Regions from separate parts of the Pan troglodytes genome. Here region 1 is linked to region 2. Evidence: chromatin contacts called from public HiChIP or PLAC-seq data. All regions are on one chromosome and are shown on one strand. Each heading gives the region's core, a stretch centred on a gene start, on an enhancer-like site or on the middle of the called end of the contact. The rest is flanking DNA. Distances are from core to core; before and after follow the strand shown.

Evidence for each region. HiChIP or PLAC-seq counts read pairs in DNA pulled down with a chosen protein or histone mark.
Region 1: a contact with region 2 is called in an H3K4me3 HiChIP or PLAC-seq map of stem cell-derived excitatory neurons, with 3 times the contacts expected there. The contact joins the promoter of TMEM200C here to the promoter of L3MBTL4 in region 2. A contact is called at or near these places in 1 of 7 Hi-C or Micro-C datasets (stem cell-derived neural progenitor cells) and 1 of 1 datasets of contacts at active chromatin or transcription factors (stem cell-derived excitatory neurons).

The regions. Positions count from the first base shown.
Region 1 is chr17:25,005,516-25,009,812 of NHGRI_mPanTro3-v2.0_pri, forward strand. TMEM200C (transmembrane protein 200C) reads left to right here and starts at 2,705. Exons shown (of 3, transcript XM_054672323.2): 1 at 2,705-2,795; 2 at 3,202-3,645. LOC112206267 (a long non-coding RNA gene) reads right to left here and starts at 2,652. Exons shown (of 4, transcript XR_002940497.3): 1 at 2,564-2,652.
Region 2 is chr17:24,476,866-24,480,628 of NHGRI_mPanTro3-v2.0_pri, forward strand. It overlaps L3MBTL4 (L3MBTL histone methyl-lysine binding protein 4), which reads left to right and starts at 2,045. Exons shown (of 19, transcript XM_063795947.1): 1 at 2,045-2,129.

The DNA.
Region 1 (4,297 bases), core at 1,455-3,954, 530 kb after region 2:
TCCATGTGGATCCCAGAAAATATGAATGGAACAGGAGAGTGAGGGTATCAAGCTGGGAGATGTTAGGACCAATAAGGTGATAGCTAAGTTTAATGAGTGCTTACTACGTGCTAAGCATTAGCCTACAGTGACTACACTCTTTTAATCTTTACTACAATGCTATGAATAAGGTATCAGTGTCATTATCCCCATTACAGATGGGGAAATTGAGGCAGACAAGATTAAGTAATTTAGTTAGTGGAGGAGATAAACTGGCTCCAGAACTCACAACACTAAACTACTTATTTCTGCAGCCTGCACTATCTGTGAGAGAAAGGTGTGTGCAGAGGCAGGAGTTGCTGAGCTGTTGGTATAAGCAGACTTCCCTTCTCTGGCACACTCCTGGAGACCAAGAAGGTCCTGTGTGTGCCCATGACGCTGTCTTCCCCTACGCAGCCCTGGGAGCACAGGCAGGCGAGTCAAGCACACCAGGCTAGGTTGGTGAAATGATCCAGGAAGTAAATGAGGTGTGAATAAATTATGAGACTGAATAAATTATATAAGGATTTTTTTTTAAGATAGAGCAAATGAAAGGTTGCAGGTCAGAATTTAATCCAACTAAACTAAGCTAATCTTCATCCTCTTCTCTTACTTTCCCAGGGCCTTCATTATGTTCCCTGCTACAAGGTCAGAAGGCTGTGCTGAGCTCCAAAATCTGGAGACACTAGTGAATTATTAAGACTAGGTAGTTGTAGCCTTTCAGTCCTTAGCATGGTGAAAGTGGGGTCCCACAATCTCGGAAATCATCCAAACTGAAATGGCCAGTGAGATTAGAAGGAAAATAACTCCAGAAGGGCCAAGAGTATCCTTGTTCCTTTAAAAATAACTCTAATAACTTGAAAGCCCCTGGGAATGTATGTTGATTCTGTATTACAGAGGGGATAACGGACTCCGCTGGAAACAGATGTGATCTGCTTGATTTCCTCTGATACCATGAGCTGAAAACAAAGAAAATTACTGAACGTGATAACATTCAGGTTAAACAGTTCAAAGTTCCAAAAAGCGCAGTTTGGAAGGAAGCCTTTGAGTAATAAGCCATAAATTTTGTTGCAATCATCAACATAAGACAAAACTAGCTATGTCCCAAGGCCCTTTGTCTAGAAAAGAATTCTTTTCTTCTCCAAATCCCTCAAATGAGTTTTAAATGTGCAAATGATGGCTATAATTTACACAGAAACTTGAAACTATTAGCAGTTTAATCCACCTAAAATCCTAATGAAGTTCTGCAGTATTATTCCTGTTTGTACAGCCCAGCAAACAGAGCACAGGAACTGCCGCCCATAGACTCTGGCAGCTAGCTGTGCAATGAAATGAGACTGTAGGCCCAATCTTTGTAAAAAATACCAGATTATTATTGGGATTCAGGAGATCTGGAAGTTCAGAGCCAAAAAGGCTTTAGAAAACGACAACTAGATCTTATTATTTCTCCTTTGCAGTGATTTCTCTGAAAGGAAACAACCCAATGTGGGATTTAAAACTTTCCCTTCATTATGGTTTGTTTTCTAATAGCCTGAATCTGAGCATGAATAGGTAGGGGGAAGGCGGTGGGTTCCGGACACCCTGATCATCATTCAGATTCGTTATTTGCTTGAAAAGGGTGACAGAGGCCACCTTTCCAACAGGTGAATGCAGGGTTGCCTTTTAGAAAACACTTCTGCTTCGTTCCCTCCTGTCCCCCACCGTCTCTATCCCCATCTCTTAGATCACTGTTCACATTTATATCATTGAACTTGTAAATTGGTTGTCTTTATTGTTCTTTTTGAAAAGTGTCTGCTCTAGATTTAAGCACAAGTGAATGCTGTGTATGTGGGGAACAATCTTGTAACAGGAGCTGCGGGCAGCAGAGCCCTCCTGTGTGGGTTTTGTGGACCCCTAAGCAGCAAAACTCAGAATATATAACACCCACCACCACCAAAATATTTGTCTGGATCCAAAATTTCAGACAGCAATTGCTTCATCTGCTCTTCTGTTCCTTTCTTCCTGAATCCTGGCTGCCTCATTTCAATAGATAAATGAAATCTTTCTCACTTTCTCAATACTCTTTGGGGAAATTCCACTTTGAAATTCTCTTTTCCCTGTCATTTTTACTTTACAGTTGAGAAGACAGGGATGAACTAGGAAACAGGATCTCTCTCTCTCTCTCTCTCTCTCTCTCTCTCTCTCTCTCTCGCCTTCTCTCTTTTTTAAATGACGTAGGGAGTTTGGACATCCTCCCTACCCCCACCTCCCCTCTTTGATTCTAACCCTGATTCCTGATTCCTGGAGAATTATAGTTTTCCTTTTAATGCTTGCTGATTACCGCACCGGGGAGGAGCAGGAGGGGCTGCCCAAGGAAGAGCCCCGGAGCCCATTCTGATCTCCGAGGAGCCCCAGCTGCCGGGTCCCGGTCAGGCTGGTCACAAAGCCCGGCGGGGCTGAAGCGCGAGCACATCTGACAGAGGCTTCCAAGCGTCCCGCGGTGCGCCCGTCTCGGCGGGGGCGGCTCCACTCCGCCCGGGCCCGAGTTCGCTGGGGGACAACTTACTGTGCTCGCCGAGCGTCCACACTGCAAACTCCCAAGCGGGAGGGGGAAAAGAGCCCAGGCTGTGCCGTGCCGAGGAGTAGAGGCAACAAAAGACCGAGGCACGAGGGGAGGGAGGCAGGCACGGAGGGACCGCGGACTCTGGCCCCTAGCTCCCCGAGAGCGCCCCTCGGATGCTGCTGGGGAGACCCTCCGGGCCTCTCTTTGGGGCCTCTGGGGCCCGCGGCTCAGACAGGTAGTTGGAAGAAAGAAGAACAAAGCTGCCCGCGGAGGCAGGCGGCGGTCTCGGGGCGCCCCGGGGCGGGGAGAGCCGAGGCCGAGGAGGCACCCCGCGCCCCCTGCCCCGCGGCCCGAGCGCCCCGTGCCGGCTACCTCCGCCGCCTCCCCTCACGCCTCCTCCTCCCCGAGAAATCGGCGCTTCCGAAGGGACGGGCGGCGGGCGGCGGCCGGCGGGCGGCGGAGGACGCCGGGCAGCGGGGAAGGCCGGCGGCGTGGGGGGGCGCCGGAGGAGGGGGTGGGGCGGGGGGCGAGGGGGTGGGGCGGGGGGCGGGGGCGGGGGCGCCCCCCGACTCCGCCGAGCCGGGCGGGCCCCGACCGCCACCCTGCCGCAATTTCCCTGTGTCATGGCTCCGGTCTCTTAGCAACAGCCGCCAGTCCGGCCGCCCCGAGCCGCCGCCGCGGGCTCAACTCCACCCGGCGGAGCCCGGCGCGCCGCAGCCACACAAAAGAGGCGCGAGGGCCGGCGGCGCGGCCGCAGGGGCCCGCCCGGGAGCGCCGCGCTAGGGGACGCCGGGAGCTGGAGGATGAGCGGCGGAGAGGAGGGCTCCGAGGCGGGATGCGGGATGCGGAGGACCTGACACTTCTTGGAAACTCTTGGAAATGGCTCCCGCCACAGCGCCGGCGGGGACTGCGAGCCTGGGGCGGGCGCTCGCCCCCGCGGGGCTGCTGAGCCGCGCTCGGATGCAGGGCCCCGGGGCGCTGTCCCTGCGCTCCGCCGTCGGCTCGGGCTGAAAAAGTTTCTCCATGGTTCCTTTGTGTCACCCGAGCGCCCGTTCGCCGGCCCCGACCTCCCTCGGTCTCCCTGGGTAAGTGAGCGATCTTGTGTGCGGAGAGTGCTGCCATTTTGAGCAATTCTGCCAGTCCCCAGCCCTTGGGGGCCCCTCCCCGCCCCTCGGGTCCCCGAGCCCCCGCGCCCCGGGCTGGTGTTCGGTGAGAGGCTTTTTCCTGGGCTGGCTACACGGGATGCGCTGCCCAGAAAAAGCTAGTTCAGGATTGCCCTCACTTGGCTCCTGCCTGTCTTCTTTCCAGAGGCGGACTCCCAGCTGCTGCACTCATGTGACTCCAGCTAACATCAATAAGCAGACCAAAGCCAGGGGCCAGGAGGTCGCCGCCCTGCCAGTGAGGGGCCGGGGTCGAGGACCTGGGTTGGGTACCGGGCACAGCACAGCGCTCCCAGCCTGTGGGATCCGAGCCTCCGAGCCTCAGAGTGGGGCTTAATCCATCATGAGCGGAGAACTTGAATGTCTCTCTTGGAAGCAGTTGTATTTTTAGACATCCCTCCTTTGCTTCCCCCATCCTCCATTCTTTAACCACGGTAAGACCAGCTCCAGGCAGTAAATTGCGAGGGCAGCCAAGCTGGACTGCTAAGTTTGTTTTCTTTCATTAGGTATAAAGGAAAACCTCAAAGGTGGGTCTCCCGTGGCATCTGACCTTTGTCTGTATTTCGTGTCAGATGAT
Region 2 (3,763 bases), core at 795-3,294:
GCCATCAGAAATTTCTATCTTAACAATAAACCATCCTTGTCTATCTGGTCAACTTTGCATTGAGAGTTGGTTGGATTCAACTGAATTATAAAAGTAAAATGCCTAGTAACTACCAATGCTATAAACCCCTTTGCTCATGATGGATCATTAGCAAAGTTATAAAAATCAACAATATGGCTATTTCATTTTAATCTGCAGCTGTTCAGATAAAAGGGATTTACTACAACAGCTTTTCAAAAATTTTGTAAGAAGTGTACTAATGCATTCCTGCTTATATTTCCATAAAATTTGAATAACAGTATAGTTTAAGACAGATGTCAGCTTCTCTGAACAGAATCATATGTTGTCAGCACTATGCACCTATGCACTTACATTTAAGTAGCTGTAGATGAGGTTTCCTGCCTGTTTCAACCTGTTTCATTGGTGTATCCTTTTCCTTATTTAAACCCAGCCCCTGAAATCAGTGTTTCTGCTTTCATAAACTTAAACCAAATATAATCAATAAACATGTTATAAAAACAATTGTTTCCCCCCAAGAAGTGAAGATAGGCTGATGTAAATTCACTTTATTTGGATTTCAATCCAGCTTTCTTCTTTGATTTCATATATTATAACATCAATATTCACTTTTCTGAAGGGCTCGTGGAACCAGAAGTGCACTTAACTCTTTCTGTGCTGGGGGCATTTTGATATCTCTATTACTAATACCTAGAATCTCCAATGATAAATAAATACCTCTGGGATGGACTGGGGATACACTGCAATAAATGAAGCACTTTATCCTTCACCAAAAATGGTATCTGTGTTCCTGTGAGTAGCAGGGAGGTGGAACTCTCACCTGCTGAGTCCCGTTCTAATTTCATCCAATCTGGTGAACAAGTATCCAACCAAAGGTGGTACCTGCAGGCATGCCCATTGTCACAGTAATGCAACACTGTAAGTCCTTAGCACAATGTTAAAATTGGTTGGAACTGAGTTTCAAATGTTTTCCTCTCGCTACTGAGGTCTTCTACTTCTTTCTTTTTCTCTTTGTCTCTAATATCTTTTTCTTTTTGTTTTTCTTTTTCTTCTTCTTCTTTTTTTTTTGAGTTGGAGTTTCGCTCTGTTGCCCAGGCTGGAGTGCAGTGGTACTATCTCAGCTCACTGGAGCCTCTGCCTCCCATGTTCAAGCGATTCTAGTGTCTCAGCCTCCTGAGTAGTTGAGATTACAGGCGCCTGCCACCACACCCAGCTAATTTCGTATTTTTAGTAGAGACAGGGTTTCACCATGTTGGCCAGGCTGGTCTCGAACTCCTGACCTCAAGTGATCCGCCCTCTTCGGCCTCCCAAAGTGCTGGGATTACAGATGTGAGCCGCCATACCTGGCTAATATATTTTTCTTAACTGACTAGAGCACAGAACACAAATCGTGTGTTTGCACTTACAAATTTCTATGATCATTGTTCCTAGTTTAAAAACTTCATTAGCAAAGGGGTTTATATTTCTCTTTTCAGTAAGGACACGAAATTATGTTTCAACAATGCCCAGTCTCACCTAAAAAGCAAGTTTTCATTCTCTGTTTATGGTAGCCCACGACAAACCAAAAAGATCATTTTGGATGGTATCATTGTTAATCCTGCTAAATGATTCAATTTCCTGCTGAAAGCAACAAACTAATACTTATTTAGTACCTACTATTTATTATTTGCATACTAGGGTTTATACACAACGCATCCTATGAAAGAACATTTCATTCAAAAGTCACAACATATAGTCTTCAATTATCAGCTACCTTTATTTGTAAGCCAAAATAAATGATTTAATACAGTCCTCCCAAACTGGGAGACAATGCTTTGAGAAAGGCCAAAGCTAGCCAGTAAGGCCATAAGTTCCATGAGGGCAGGATCTACCCAGCTCCTGTTTCCTGCTCAATTCCAAGCAGTTAGAACAGGGTCAGTAAACACTGCTTGCCACTTGGAAAGAGTATTATTTTATTTGGAAATGGTATCCAGGTACTCGTGAGTAGCAAAGTCAAGAGCAGGAAAGTGGAATGGGGGAGGTTGCAAATTCGGAGCGAGCAGCAGGACCGAGAGGGATCCGGAGGAGAGAGCCTTCAGACGGTGAACCCCAAGAGCTGGGATGAAGCATGGGTGAGCTACTGGGACTTCGCTGCCAGGCAGCAAGCTGGCAGGCAGGAAGTAGCCAAGATTTGGGGGAATCCTTTCCAGGGAACGAATACAGAGAAGGACGCATCTGAAAATTCAGCCGCAGCCACCTCCCTCCCATGGGAAAGCCCCGACCTCGGCGGGCCCAGAGCCACCCGGCTCCCCGGGGAGTGGAACACTGAGCGAGGCAGGTGCGGCGGGAGCATGCGCGCGGGGCGGGCAGGGGGCGGCTCCCGCGCCCCCACCCCGCGCGTGCACCCTCGCGCCCCTCCCGCCGGGCACCGCGGGGCAGCGGCGCCGCAGCCTGGGCTGGCGGAACCTCGCGCTCCGACTCGCCCCCCTCCTGTAGCTCGGTCGGCGTTGCGGGCAGGCGCCGCTCCGCTGGGGGTAAGAAGGACGCCGCCGCCCGCGTGGGATGGTCGCGAGCCCGCGTGGGTGCCCACGGCCGCCGCCGCGCGGGGTGGCCCCATCCCCGGGCAGGTAGAGGGGCCTGCACGACTCCCGCGGCGAGGGCCGGGCCGGTGGGGGCGGTGGCGGTTGGGGATAGCCCCAGTCCCGGCCCAGGCTCTTTCTCTTTCTCTTTCGCCGCCGGGGCGCGCGCCGGGCTCCCCGCGAGAGGCGCTGCCTCACTTGTCGCCTACTTTGGACGGGCGCGGCCGCCGCAGAGCCCGGCGCCTCGGTCAGCCGCGAGGGCAGGGTCGGGGTGCCAGGCGCGGCTACCTGGGCGCCCTAGAGCCAGCGCAGCCTGGGACCGGGGGAGCGGGACGGGACGGGACTCCTGAGGGCCCCCAGGCAGTCCTCCGGCCATCGAGCGCCCGGCGGTGGGCATTTGGCTTTTGTTTCCTCTGGGGCTAACGCCCCCGTCTGCCCGCGTGTCCCCCTCAGCCGACAAGTGTCGTGTGCCCGGACGGGCGAGCGCTGCATCCCCCCACCCGCTTTCTGCCCTTGTCTTCCTCTGCGAGTTCTGCCCAGCCTCGGGAGCGGGAGCCCAGGGAGTGCGCGCATGGCGGGCGGGCGCCTGGCCAGCCTGGGACGGCGGCTCTCAGGCTCCTGCCACCGCCTGGAACTGCGGGGGGCGCGCCGGCCACAGTCGCCCTCGCCTGCTCTCCGGGCCTTCTTGGGCCCGCTTGGTCCCAGGTGGACGCGAGTCGAGCTGGGCACACCTGGGCCAGCGCCGCACTTACCTGCGGGATTGGTGAGAGCGTTTTCGCGAGGTCGCAAATTCCGGGTGGGTATTGTCCCCTGCTTTTGATCTCCCTTAGTCACTGGTTAAAGTGCGAAGTGTGCTTTATCTTACATATGCCTTTAGAGGGACATTCTTTTTTTTTTTTTTTTTTTTTTTTTTTTTGAGACGGAGTCTCGCTCTGTCGGCGGGATCTCGGCTCACTGCAAGCTCCGCCTCCCGGGTTCACGCCATTCTCCTGCCTCAGCCTCCCGAGTAGCTGGGACTACAGGCGCCCGCCACCACGCCCGGCTAATTTTTTGTATTTTTAGTAGAGGCGGGGTTTCACTGTGTTAGTAGAGGGACATTCTTAATGCGCCAATGCCCCGAGGTGGAACTAAATAAAGGGAAGGCCTGGTCATTGTTACTGTTGAGACTGCTGTACTTAACAGTCAGA